Regions from separate parts of the Mus musculus genome. Here region 1 is linked to region 2. Evidence: chromatin contacts called from public Hi-C data. All regions are on one chromosome and are shown on one strand. Each heading gives the region's core, a stretch centred on a gene start, on an enhancer-like site or on the middle of the called end of the contact. The rest is flanking DNA. Distances are from core to core; before and after follow the strand shown. Region 1 overlaps Gm46457 (a long non-coding RNA gene). Region 2 has its middle 35 kb from the start of Dleu7.

Region 1 (6,085 bases), core at 791-3,290, 130 kb before region 2:
CAGTCTGAGTCCGTACTGCTGGGAAACAGCCTGACTCTTGGTTACACCAGAGAGAGAGAGAGAGAGAGGGAGAGAGAGGGAGAGAGAAGGAGAGAGAGAGAAAGAGAGAGAGGGCAGTTTGGAGGAGTGGACCCAGGAGACATACAGAGTCACGTTGGAATCCCCACTCTATGTTGGAAGTGCCATCAAGTCAACAATGTTAGGGATAATCAGATAACCTGCCTTTTGGGGCATTTAAAAACTGATCCTAAGCCGGGCGTGGTGGCGCATGCCTTTAATCCTAGCACTTGGGAGGCAGAGGCAGGCAGATTTCTGAGTTCGAGGCCAGCCTGGTCTACAGAGTGAGTTCCAGGACAGCCAGGGCTACACAGAGAAACCCTGTCTCGAAAAACAAAACAAAACAAAACAAACAAACAAACAAACAAACAAAAACCTGATCCTAAGTGTGGCATCTCCCTGTTTAAGTGAGGGGAAGGAAAGACAGCAGAATTCATAGCTCATTGCTGTCTCCATCTACTTTCCTTTGAAACTCTCTAGCCATGTCTTGAGTGAAAGCCCTAGCTAGAACGACCACTCTGAGGACGTGGCATTACCTGGGAGACCAAGACCAAATTGGTCATTTGGTGGGAAGCCTTTTCAGTTAAGTTTGGAAGGAGAAACACCAGAGCCCGGGATCTTGGATTATTTTGTTGCAAGCTTGTTTGGCTGGGGTCACAGTACAATATGCTACTTCATTGAACATTATATTTAGAACTGTCAGAATTGTGCGACAGGTACCATAGTCCAGGCCAAAAACAAGGACAATTTTTGTTCCACATTTATTTTGATTTAAATAATCATTTCCAGCTGTAAAAGAAAGACAATCCTGTGATAGGTACCACCCTGCAGCTGACATTTATTCTATTAAACACTGCTACAGACAATCTCCTGGTATTCGGAAGTGTTTGTTACTTTTCTATTGCTATGTTACTTATGCTACTTCTGTTACTTCTATGAGGCAACTCATAGAAGGAAGGTTTTATTTGTGCTTACAGTTCCAGAGAGCTCAGAGTCCATCACAGTGGGGAAGGTTGACCATTCTCATCCAAACCACCACACTTGGGAAGTTTGGCGAGCTGCTAAAGTGCTTGCTCACAGGGCCTCTAAAACCTCAAAATGCACCTTCACTTGTTCTGGAATCTTCTGTGAATTGAGGCCCTTGGACCCAAGTTAGATGTATTAACTCCTACTGGATCGATTAGCTCATAGAACATCTATGCCCTGGCACACACCATCTGGTGGTCTGTCTCATGGCCAGCAGCAGACCTGGGCTGCCACTCAAATACGAGGCTTGCTCATGAGCAGTGAACACTTGGCTTGGTGGTGACTGTCGGTAGAGCCCTTTTCAGAGTAGAGCATTCCAGGGAACTGCCCTCTACAACTACAGCTTTGCAGGCTCAGTTTACCCCATAACCCTGCCTTGCTCCTGCCCCTCCCCCTCCCTTGCCTCTGCCCCACCTAGCTTCTTCCATTTCAGGGCACCTGGCCCAGGCACGGTCTATCCAGATGGTGGCAGATGGCTGGTCCTCAGACCAATGACTGGCAGACTCATTGGCGTCTAGCCATGGAGGGAGGCGACAGTTTCTAAATAAGTTGAGAAGAGGCCACTGCTTTCTTTACCTTGGGAGCACAGACCTCAAGCCCAAGCTTGTAAAAGCCAGGACCCCAAGGTCCTGAATACCATGGCAATCCTGGATGCTGGAGGCAATGCTTCTGGGCGCTGAGGAGGAGGGGTGTCTACAGCTTTCTCTTTCAGTGGCTCTCTTCTTCCTTAGCTGATGCTTCCCGACACTTCCCTCAGTCTTGGTATCTTAGCCCTCTCCTAGGCTAAGACTTTTTCATTCATCACAGATGCCTGGCTTCCCCGCCCCCCCACCCCCCAATCCCTTCTTAGTCTTTCTTTCACTTTCAAGTTTTCATTGGCTCACAGTTGTGTGAGAAAGAAAGAGTGAGTGATTCACTGGGTTGCCTGGCTGAGGGGTGAGATCACTGCTGCCCCTGCAGAGAGTGGGTGCTGTGTGCTAGCCTGGAGACTGAAGAAAGCAAGCGGAGGACCGCTCTCCCCAGAAGACCATCTGGCTGAGACAGCCGAATGCTAATCTGTAGCTTTCATTTCCTTTATTCCTCTTGGTTTGTTCTCTTCATCTGCAGCTGTACATTCAGACCCAGCCCCTGTGAAGGCAAGCGCTCATTTGGGGAGCATGTTTATTTGCCCCCCCACCCCCCATGCTTCTTCTAGGTGTCGGGAAGCCATTGTTATCAATGGTGGGTTCTATGTGGCTTTAATGTCAGTGCTGCACTTTCAGATGGAAATCAGGCAATTATGTGCCACATAGAGAAACCTGACAGATGCAGAGGTTTTACACAGCTGGCCCTGTCTGTGGGACAAAGGCACCTGGTGCTCCCCCGAGGGATCATTACATAAGTAGAATATGTTTTGAGAGCACAGAAAAACTCAAGAATAATTAACTGTGGGGTGAGCATTCATAGACTCTGGGGCTGTGTTAACTTCAAAATGTGATAATGATATGTCAACCAACTGGCTGAATCATTCTTTAAAGGTGGCTTGAGAGACTCTGTCTCCCAAAGAGAAACTGCTCTGAGTTTCTGCATGGTGCAGTCCGAAAATTTTCAGAGGATTCTGAATTCTTTCCCCTCAGGGGTTCAACTTGATGTGAGGTGAGGAGGAAATGACAGCAGTTCCATGTCTGCATTCAGTGGGGTCTAATGATGGCACTCTCTTAGATCTTAGTGGCCTATCTAAGCCATCAGCATCTACCCAGGAACTTGGGTTCACATATATAGCAGGACCATTGTGGTACCCAGCTGAAGTCCTTTGAGCATTACACAGGTATGGTTTTTAGCCACACTGCGCAGACAGGAAACTGAGGTACAGACCTAGGACTTGGCCTTCAGACCCACCCTACCCCAACTCTGATCTTAGCTCTCAGCCATTGGCTAGAGCCGTCTCTGTGTTGGAAGCAGAGACTGTACTCCTGACACAGCAGCTCCAGTCAGATATGTGCTGTCAAGAACAGAACAGGAGAGACCTAAAGAAAAGTTACAGTGTGATTTTTCACTGGAGACGTCCAGCTATTAAAAGAGACTGAAACATGAAGTCCCAGCTTTAAGTGTTCCAGCATACATTTATAGTTTACCACAGGCTACGGTGTCCCCAGGTCTAGTCAGGGCTCCTGTTGGCTGTGGAGCAAATACTTAGAGGTTTTTTGACCCTTTGACTCCAGCAGACCCTGGAGTCTCCCCCAGATCCCTGAGCTGTGGTTTTAGATTATGCACAGCTGTGGCAGTTTAGAACAGAAAAATATAGGGGATTCTGTAACTCTCAGAAAAAATGATTCTAAAAATACAATATTTGTATTTATCCTTTGAGAATTTCATACATGTATAAAATATGTCTTGGTCATATTCACCCCCCACTCTATCCCAAAAGTAATTTTTAAACTCAGCATATGATAAACAAATTAAGCAGGTTTACGCAGGGCTCTTACTCCCTTTGCAAAGCTACAAATGCCAATTTTGAAAGACTGTGAAGCCCTGTTTTAGAGACATTGTATAAATCTACCAAAACTGGACACATTAGGAACAAAACAGATTTGCAAGTGGTAAATAAACAGTATGCAGTCATAATCTCCCCGTCCTCATGTGTTTTCCTCTGTGCTAAGTAGAGAGACAGTGGAGGCCATTCAGAGCCTCACCATTGTCAGTGTCATTAGTGATGGGAAGCTGGACACTGCACGTGTACCTTTCCCATCTCGACTGAATGTGCCCATCTCAAGGCATTATTGTACGATGCCAGCATCACCTGTTTTAAAATATTCTTAGTGTCTTACTAGGCCTCAGGGATGATGCCCCTATATACTATAACTTGTTGGGCTCTCATTTGGGCAGGTATGTTGGTAAGACTTTATGGGTGTGGCTTCTTATGTTACTAGGAAACACAGTCTCACAGAAAACTCCCTGTTCCTCTGGCTCTTACAGTCTTTCCACCCCAGCTTCTGCAGTGTTCCCTGAGCTGTAGGTGGGGAGTGTTTTATAGATGCATCCTTTGCGATTTGGCTCCAGAATTCTGATTTATGGGGTTTTTTAGTGGGCTCCATCTGTTGCAAAGAGAAATGTCCCTGATAAGGAGTATAGCAACACTAACTTACCTGTAAGTATACATATGTCTATAGATTGTTGTTTTGAATCATGCTGGTTTAGTAAATTAGTGGTTGTAGAGTTTCCTCCAAGAACCAAGATTTCGCTAGCACTGAGTAGTTAGCTAGGTTACCACTACCAGGCATGGCTTCCCTCCTGTTGAGTGGGTCTTAAATCCAACTTAGAGAGTTGTTGGTTACAACCAAGGTGTGTGTGCCACTACTGTATCCTTAGGGCTATTATTGTGGCATTCTAGCTGGTTTTTTTGTGTTCCTTCCACCTTCTTCTGATTTACCTCCCAGCCTAGCTCCAGGTGGAGAATGACTCATTAGAGCACCCAACACCCTCCTCTGGCCTATGGCCCCACACACATGTACATCGACCACACATCCACATGTGTAACATCCCCTTCCACACACCCAACACACAAAGTCTAACCATCTAGAAGTACAAGGTTAGAGAACTCATGGTGAGAGACCCCTAGCCAGTTTCTAGCTACTTTTGTAGTGGGGCCAACATGAAATACTCAGAAACAAAGGGGGAGAGCCTCCAGAGGACTCTAGCCCAGCCAACATGGTTATAACCACACATAAATTCTACCTGGGAACTCCCAGCTAAGCCTAATCAGCCTACAGAGCGAGAAGAGAATTATGCACTGTGGTTCTAGCCACTGAATTTAAGGTAGCAAATGATATAATTTAGACAACTTGAAGACATTTTTCTGACACATCAGGATTTAGCTCCTCATTAATGAACTCTGTAGACTGCAGTCTTGCATAATAACTTCAAGCAGTTTATATGAATAAACTTTTGCCACTACATACTGTGATGGGTCAATAGATCCCTGGAACTGGGATCACTATGAGAGGAAAAATACATTATGACTTGGAATTATTTTTTTCCTCTGTTCAAGCCATCCACTTCCTTGTATGTTATGTGTTTATTTTATTAGGGTTACTATTAGGGTTATTATGAAGGTTGGTGACTTAGGTCAGCAGGTAAAGGCCCTGGGTGTCAAGTCTGATAACCTGAGTTTGATTTCCAGGGCCAACATAGTAGAAGGGGGGAACCAGTTTCCAAAAGTCCTCTGTGTCCACACACGAGCGCGCGCACGCAAACACACACTGAAACTGAAAATCAAACTAAAACATAAAACCAGGAAGAAAAATATCCCCAACCTTCAAAAAAAAAAAAAAAAAAAAAAAACCACACACACACACACACACACACACAAACAAAACCAACCAACCAAACTAGACACACAAAAATATGGAGTCCATTTTGTATGGACATGGGACCTTCTCTAGAATGTGGTTGGTATTCAATGACACTCTGCAGAAGAAAATTGATTTTCTCTTTCAGTGGACGCCAGTGGATATCAACACCATGCTCTTAAACTTTGTAACCAAAATAGTGAATTTCACTACCTGGGATTGCAAAGATAATTTTAGTCATTCTTGTTTTAAACTTTTTCCCTGAAGATTCATCCTTATTTTCTCGTGTGAATTTTTAGTTTTTCACTTTTTGCATTTCAAATATCCTGGTGGCATCTTCTCATTGGTCTTGGGGAAATACAGCTAAAACTCCCTTTCAAAACCCTGGCTCATAAAGGAGATGCCTGTTGCTAGGCAGGGTTGTGACTATGAATATTTAGTTTAAGATAAACTCAATCGATCTTGTGATTTTATTTTCCAGACTTGTTGAAAATGAAATAAAAAAATTTTTTAAGTCCTATTATATTGGGTCATTTCAAGGAAGAAAAAAGTAAAGACTTTTTTGGAGGCAAGAGAAAGCATTTTCTAACAGTAAGTGAGATGGGCACACTGTCTGCTGGGTACTTTTTACCTCTGTGTGTACATAAGAATCAAGGACGTAAAGATTTCAGACT
Region 2 (5,766 bases), core at 492-2,991:
GCACCCTAGCCAAACACAGGTGTCCATGATGGGAACACTTAAGTGAAGAGACTTCCCTCAGACATGCCAACCCTCACAGTTCTTTGGAGATCCCAGCCAATTGTAAGCATTTCTGTTAAGCAGATAGGAATTCTGCCTACAGGAGAGCACATATGTGGCTCTACTCAGGAGAGTGTGTGGTCTGTGGGCCGGCCAGAGGGCTTGTTCCAAGTAGATGGGCTTGGCCTCTTCTCCATGCCCTCTTCCTCTTTCCCCTGGTACTTTGCAGGCTGAGTTCTTAACATCCAGTTTCTGTCTAAGCTTTTTCAGTTTGGGTTCACCTTTCCTGCTGATGTCTTTGATGAAAGTCCTGAAGTACAGAGCTCCTCTACTCAGGTCAGAGAAACTAAATGAAGTTTGAGAGACCTAACAAAAGCAGGACTTACCCTTGTGCTCCTTCCAGCTCACACCACACACACACACACACACACACACACACACACACTTATACATGTAAAAACACATGTACCACATACACACATGCATGTAGGCACACTAATGTGCACACAAATACACACTCTTCATATGCACAAAACACAAACATAGCACATACAAATTCACACACATAACGTACTGTGCACACAAACATATATACACATATACCACACTACACACACACCAGTTATACATGTAAAAACATAGGTACCACATATACATGTGTATAGGTACTTACATGCTTTAATGTGCACACACATACACAAAAATACACACACACACTTCATATGCACAATATACAAATATACCACATACAACATATACAACAAACACACAAACATAACACACACTGCATGCACACACTATGTACTACATGTACATCATAGTATACTACACACATACATACCCACTACACACATACATACCACTCCACACACACACACACACACACACACACCTTCCTGCATGAAGCCTATTCATCTCAAGGCTTCCTCTGACCCCTGTTATTTTAGAATGTTCAAAATCCTTTCTCAGTCACACTATTTATAGACTTTTGGGGTCATTGAAAGGCAAACATCATTAAACTCTTTTCCATGGGGCTGTAAAGAGATGGGCTTCTTAGGGGTACTTAATATAAAATTTGTAAAACTTTTAAATATACCAAAAACTTCCCAACAGTTGAATCCAATCTAAGGTTCCTTCAAACCACACACCACTGAGCTATGGGTGGTGACAGATTGTATGCACAGCAAGCAATGGAATGCCCCCAACAGCCCCTGGTGCAAGAAGAGCTCTGTGGATTTTCCCCTAATGCAGTGGGTGGATGGGGCTGCATCCTGATGTAGTCTTCTGCCTTCTGGACCACAAGGGCTGGGGACACAGAACAGTTGTCCCTGAGATCTAACTACACTGAGAAGGCTCCACCACTTTCTTTCTAAGACACGTGTGCTTACATTTCCTGACTTTTTTTTTTTTTCTGTTGTCATAATGTTCCCTTCTTTTAGCAGGCAAAGGCAATAGTTGGTTGTAAGAAGTGTTGTGCTTTACTGAACTGGCTGTTCTGTAAGAGCTCAGAACTCTGGATCGATGTCAGAACCAGTGTTAGCTTCTTGTGAAGCGTGACGGCGGAGCTCACTGCCGGAAGACGAGAACGAGAGTCTGTAGACCCAGCTGGAGAGTGTCTGGGGCAGAGTCTGGCACCACACAACAGCATGTTCTCCAGGGAGTGAGGCCTCCATTTCCAAGGGGAGCTTCCAGAAAGTGAGAGGATGAGCTGGTGGAGGATCACCAGCCACTTCTCTTCCCCAGCAGCCAGCTGCAGAGAGGCTCTCCTGGAACTCAAGATAATAAAACCAGCAAGCGGGGGGTCAACTGCTGCCCCCGTCCTGAGGCAGCTGCTGGTGTCACAGATCTGTTCTGCAGCTGTCAGCTTAGAGGGTCACCCAGTAGAACATCCTGTCACAAGAAGCTCTCAAGGCCGTTGGCAGGTTTTTTTCCTGAAAAGTTACTGCACTTTTTGTTTTCTTCTAAGCAAACTTTATTTGCCTGATTTTTTTTTTCTCACTGAACATAGACTTTCTGTCCTTGTACACCTAGGCTTTAAATACCCTTGGGGAGAGCTCTCAGCTGGCATCTGGGTGGGTGGCGGGGAGCTTTCAGGTCAGACTGCCCCAGGATCTACCCCGAAGTGAGAAAAATGATTTGGGCTAAGTTTCTCCATTTTGGGTTAAAGGCTCTGTGGAGAATTCTCCCTTGGCCTGAGTGGCCTTTCCTGGGCAGACTGAAGATGGAGTGCAGGCTGGCCAACTGATGTCTAGATCAAACTCGCAGGAAACCTCAATCCCTTGGGCAGCTGAACTCTCACTATCTGAGACCAGCTAGGATTATTTTCTTACTTCATTTAATCAGTCAGTTGATAGTTTGACAGATGAGGTCATTGTGTCCAGTGTGAAGTAGAGTGAAAATTATGCAGTAGTTTAGACCACAGCTTGGTTTATCACCCCCAGTGCACGCAGCACTCCTAACGAGATCATTATTGGGCTCTGATGGAAAGAAATGTTCAGTTCCCAGGTGCCCATGCTTTCTGGAATAGATTGAGTGAAGTTCGCTCTTCCTCAAGCTGGGAAATGACGTTCTCAGGGTTTCCTTTCAACATGTCTGCTCCAAGGCAAAAACTTCACTGATTAATACTTTCCAGGGACAAGGAGCTGGCGAGGAAGACTGGCCGAGCTTTATCATCCGACTGTCCATCAAACTGCTATCATCATTACCATACTCAGAGTAGTCAAGTAATCAGACAAGTTCCAGACGTGCAGAATTGACAGAGAGTCTGGGAATTAGTCCCACTTTAAGAAATGTCCTTAACATAATATTTTTTCTGTGGTGCTTTTTAATCAATTGTGTGTGTGTGGGTTGGGGCACAGTATTGCTATATGGTTCAGGCTACCTTGAAGTCATAGCAATCCTACTGCTTCAGTTTTCTCACTGGTGGGATTAAAGGCATGTATCTCTAAACTGCCCTTTAATTTAACATGTTACCCAGGATAGTACACAGGATTTTCTTTGTGACTTCTCCATCTTCATTTTCACAGGTCCTATTTTTGTCGTAGTTATTATTTATCGTTTGACAGCATCTCACTACATAGCTTCAGCTGGCCTCAGATTTACAGTCCTCCTGCCTCAGTCTCCTAACTGCTTGGGGTCACAGCTTGGCATCCTATGTCTGGCTCTATTGATTTATTTTTTTCTGTTAAAAATGAAGAAAAAATTAAAGCACTGATTGTGTTACAAAAATTGAGCAAGAATATCTGTAGTGAGAATTTTGGTTTCTTGTTTGTTTGTTTGGTTTGGTTTGGTTTTTTTGGTTTTTCGAGACAGGGTTTCTCTGTATAGTTCTGGCTGTCCTGGAACTCACTCTGTAGACCAGGCTGGCCTCGAACTCAGAAATTTGCCTGCCTCTGCCTCCCAAGTGCTGGGATTAAAGGCGTGTGCCACCACACCCGGCGAATTTTGGTTTCTTTAAACATAGAAATGTTATGTGAATGTGTTTCTGTTTTAATCCCAGGTATGGATATGAGGCTGCTTCAGATCATGCACAGAAGCTAACTCTGATTTCTTACATGCTGTAGCCTGGGCGTGATTCTGCTAGCTGAAGACAGTTTATGTTTGGAATTCTGGGGACTCTTAAGTGGGTATAAAACGCCAGAGCCCCTAGGGACTGTGGTGGCTGCTGCTCCCGGCAGTTCCTGCTACTTCCTGCTGCTGCTTTTGCTGTTTAGTGGATTCCTGGTTGCTGGTTGAAGATATCCAGATGATGATGATGATGATGATGATGATGAAGATTGGACCTGCACCAAGGACCTCAACACCCCTAAACAACAGGAAGTGGTTTAAGAATTCCAATGTCCCCTTTCTTCTCTCACCTTCTCTCTCTCCTACTACCTAGTGTCAGGGGATTGGAAGGGATAAGGGAGGCGAAGGATAGTAGGGAAAACAACTCAATAAAGTACCCAAAAGTATGGTTACAAATGTCTGCAATTCTCACTGAGTAATTTGGATCTGCTTGACAGCTGGTGGTATGGTTGGAAGGGGTGGGGTCTTTAGGAAGTGGGACCTCCATTCTCCTTTTATGTTCATCTCAGGTATTTTGTTACAGGATAACAAACAAGTCCTTAGGCTTCAGCAGGAGCTGAAGCACCCGCAGGTCTGACTTCTGGCTGAACAGATAGATCTCCATTCTTTCCATTTAGCGGAAGACTTCTTTGGGTGGCCAGCAGCGAGTATCTTGTTATCCCACCTGGCCATTCTCCCGGCCTTCTAGCTTTTGCTATTTCTGATACCTCCCATCTTTCTTCTTTTAAAACATGCTTCTGTCTAGCATCATTCCTTGAGAAGACTTCGATAACCTCAGACTGAGATGGCTTAAGAATCACCACCCTGGAGAACAGAAAAGACACAGACTGAGACACGTGATGCCCTAGGCTGTTCTTGAGTTATGAGGTGGGAAGACCCCAGCCAAGGCACATTCAAAGTTTCCATCATCCCATTGCTACTCTTTCTCCCTGTACCTCTCTCTACTTCCCTGACTTCAGGATTTCCCAATCTACCTTTTCACAAAAGAACAGGGGCACAGTTACAAGCAAAGCAAACCAAAATCCAATGTCATAAAAAGCTCAAATGTCTGATGGCTGGGACTCATGGTCTTCTGGGGTTCGAAGGGGTTGGGCAGTGCTCCCCTTTGGCCTCTGTTATCCACAACACGCACAGCTTACCTCATAGGCTCATGCTGGCTCCATTCCACATCTGCTGCTTTCCTTGGTGATCATCCCATGGCCGTGGTAGTCATCCCTGTACCTCCAGTATTCTGAGTCACCCTACAGCTGAGGCTTCACTTTCACCAGTGACGGTTCCTGGCTTCTCACAGGGAAAAGTCTCAGCTGCTCCTCATGCTTTCAAAATCAGTACCATGTGGGAGAATCTTGAACATTATCAAACGTAGCTGTCAGCTTGAGATGCAGTCTTTCTCCACCCCCAGAACATAGCTCCTATGTCCTGACCCTGAGGAAATCCTCCCGAGAAGAATTCACCTCAGTGGCATTGGTCTTGTATGAATCCCAGCTGATTCTTCAGTCCCAGCTGACCAGCGTTCATTGTTCCAGTAAAGCGAAGGTTTGGCTTCCACAGATTCGTCATCCAAAAATATCACAAGAATGGCCTGGAAAGAGCCTTTAAATGTTCTCTTATTGTATTTTGTGTGTATGAATATTTTGCCGGCGAGTTTGTCTGTGCACCATGTGTGTGCAAACGAGGTCAGAAGAGGGTGCGGGATCCCTTGAGGCTGGAGTTACAGGTGGTTGTGAGCTGCCATCAGTATGGGTCCTGGGAATTAAACCCAGATTCTCCGGTAGAGCAGCAAGTACCCTCAACCACTGAGCAGTCTTCCCAGCTCCCTGACTGCTTTTTGAGGGACCCTCAAATTTCCCTCTGAAACATCACGACCTATGACTCCATCATCTGCATCATTTCAAGCTGTGTACTGAAATGTAAACAGTGTTTTACCATAGGGCTAGTGTGATTTTTTTCTTAAAAAACTAGGTGGTAAGTATTTTACTTTATAAGACATACAATCTATACCATGACGACTTAACTGCCACTGTAGTGTTAAAACAGCCAGACATCCCAAAAAGATGGCAGGACATAGACCCATAAAACCACGTCTAAACAGGCAGGGAGTTGGTAGCTGTATCTTGCTGATCCTTGTTCTGCGGAAGGAATGGCACGTCAGCTGAAGGG

The links. Hi-C and Micro-C count contacts between places; a contact is called where the count stands out from the background.
Region 1: a contact with region 2 is called in a Hi-C map of muscle stem cells, with 1.8 times the contacts expected there. The contact joins two enhancer-like sites. A contact is called at or near these places in 1 of 484 Hi-C or Micro-C datasets (muscle stem cells), 2 of 115 datasets of contacts at active chromatin or transcription factors (embryonic stem cells and large pre-B cells) and 1 of 9 other capture datasets (embryonic stem cells).

What each region holds. Positions count from the first base shown.
Region 1 is chr14:62,385,591-62,391,675 of GRCm38.p6, reverse strand. All of the region lies in intron 2 of Gm46457 (a long non-coding RNA gene), which reads right to left. It also overlaps a transcript of Gucy1b2 not described here. Among named protein-coding and RNA genes, the nearest start is that of Gm46457, 9.5 kb to the right of the region's middle. Within about 2 kb of position 2,040, at least 91 of the 459 cell types and tissues checked have an H3K27ac peak or open chromatin away from gene starts, as enhancers often do. A contact at or near this core is called in muscle stem cells, where this site is marked.
Region 2 is chr14:62,255,281-62,261,046 of GRCm38.p6, reverse strand. No RefSeq gene overlaps it. Among named protein-coding and RNA genes, the nearest start is that of Dleu7, 35 kb to the left of the region's middle. Within about 2 kb of position 1,741, at least 22 of the 459 cell types and tissues checked have an H3K27ac peak or open chromatin away from gene starts, as enhancers often do. A contact at or near this core is called in muscle stem cells, where this site is marked.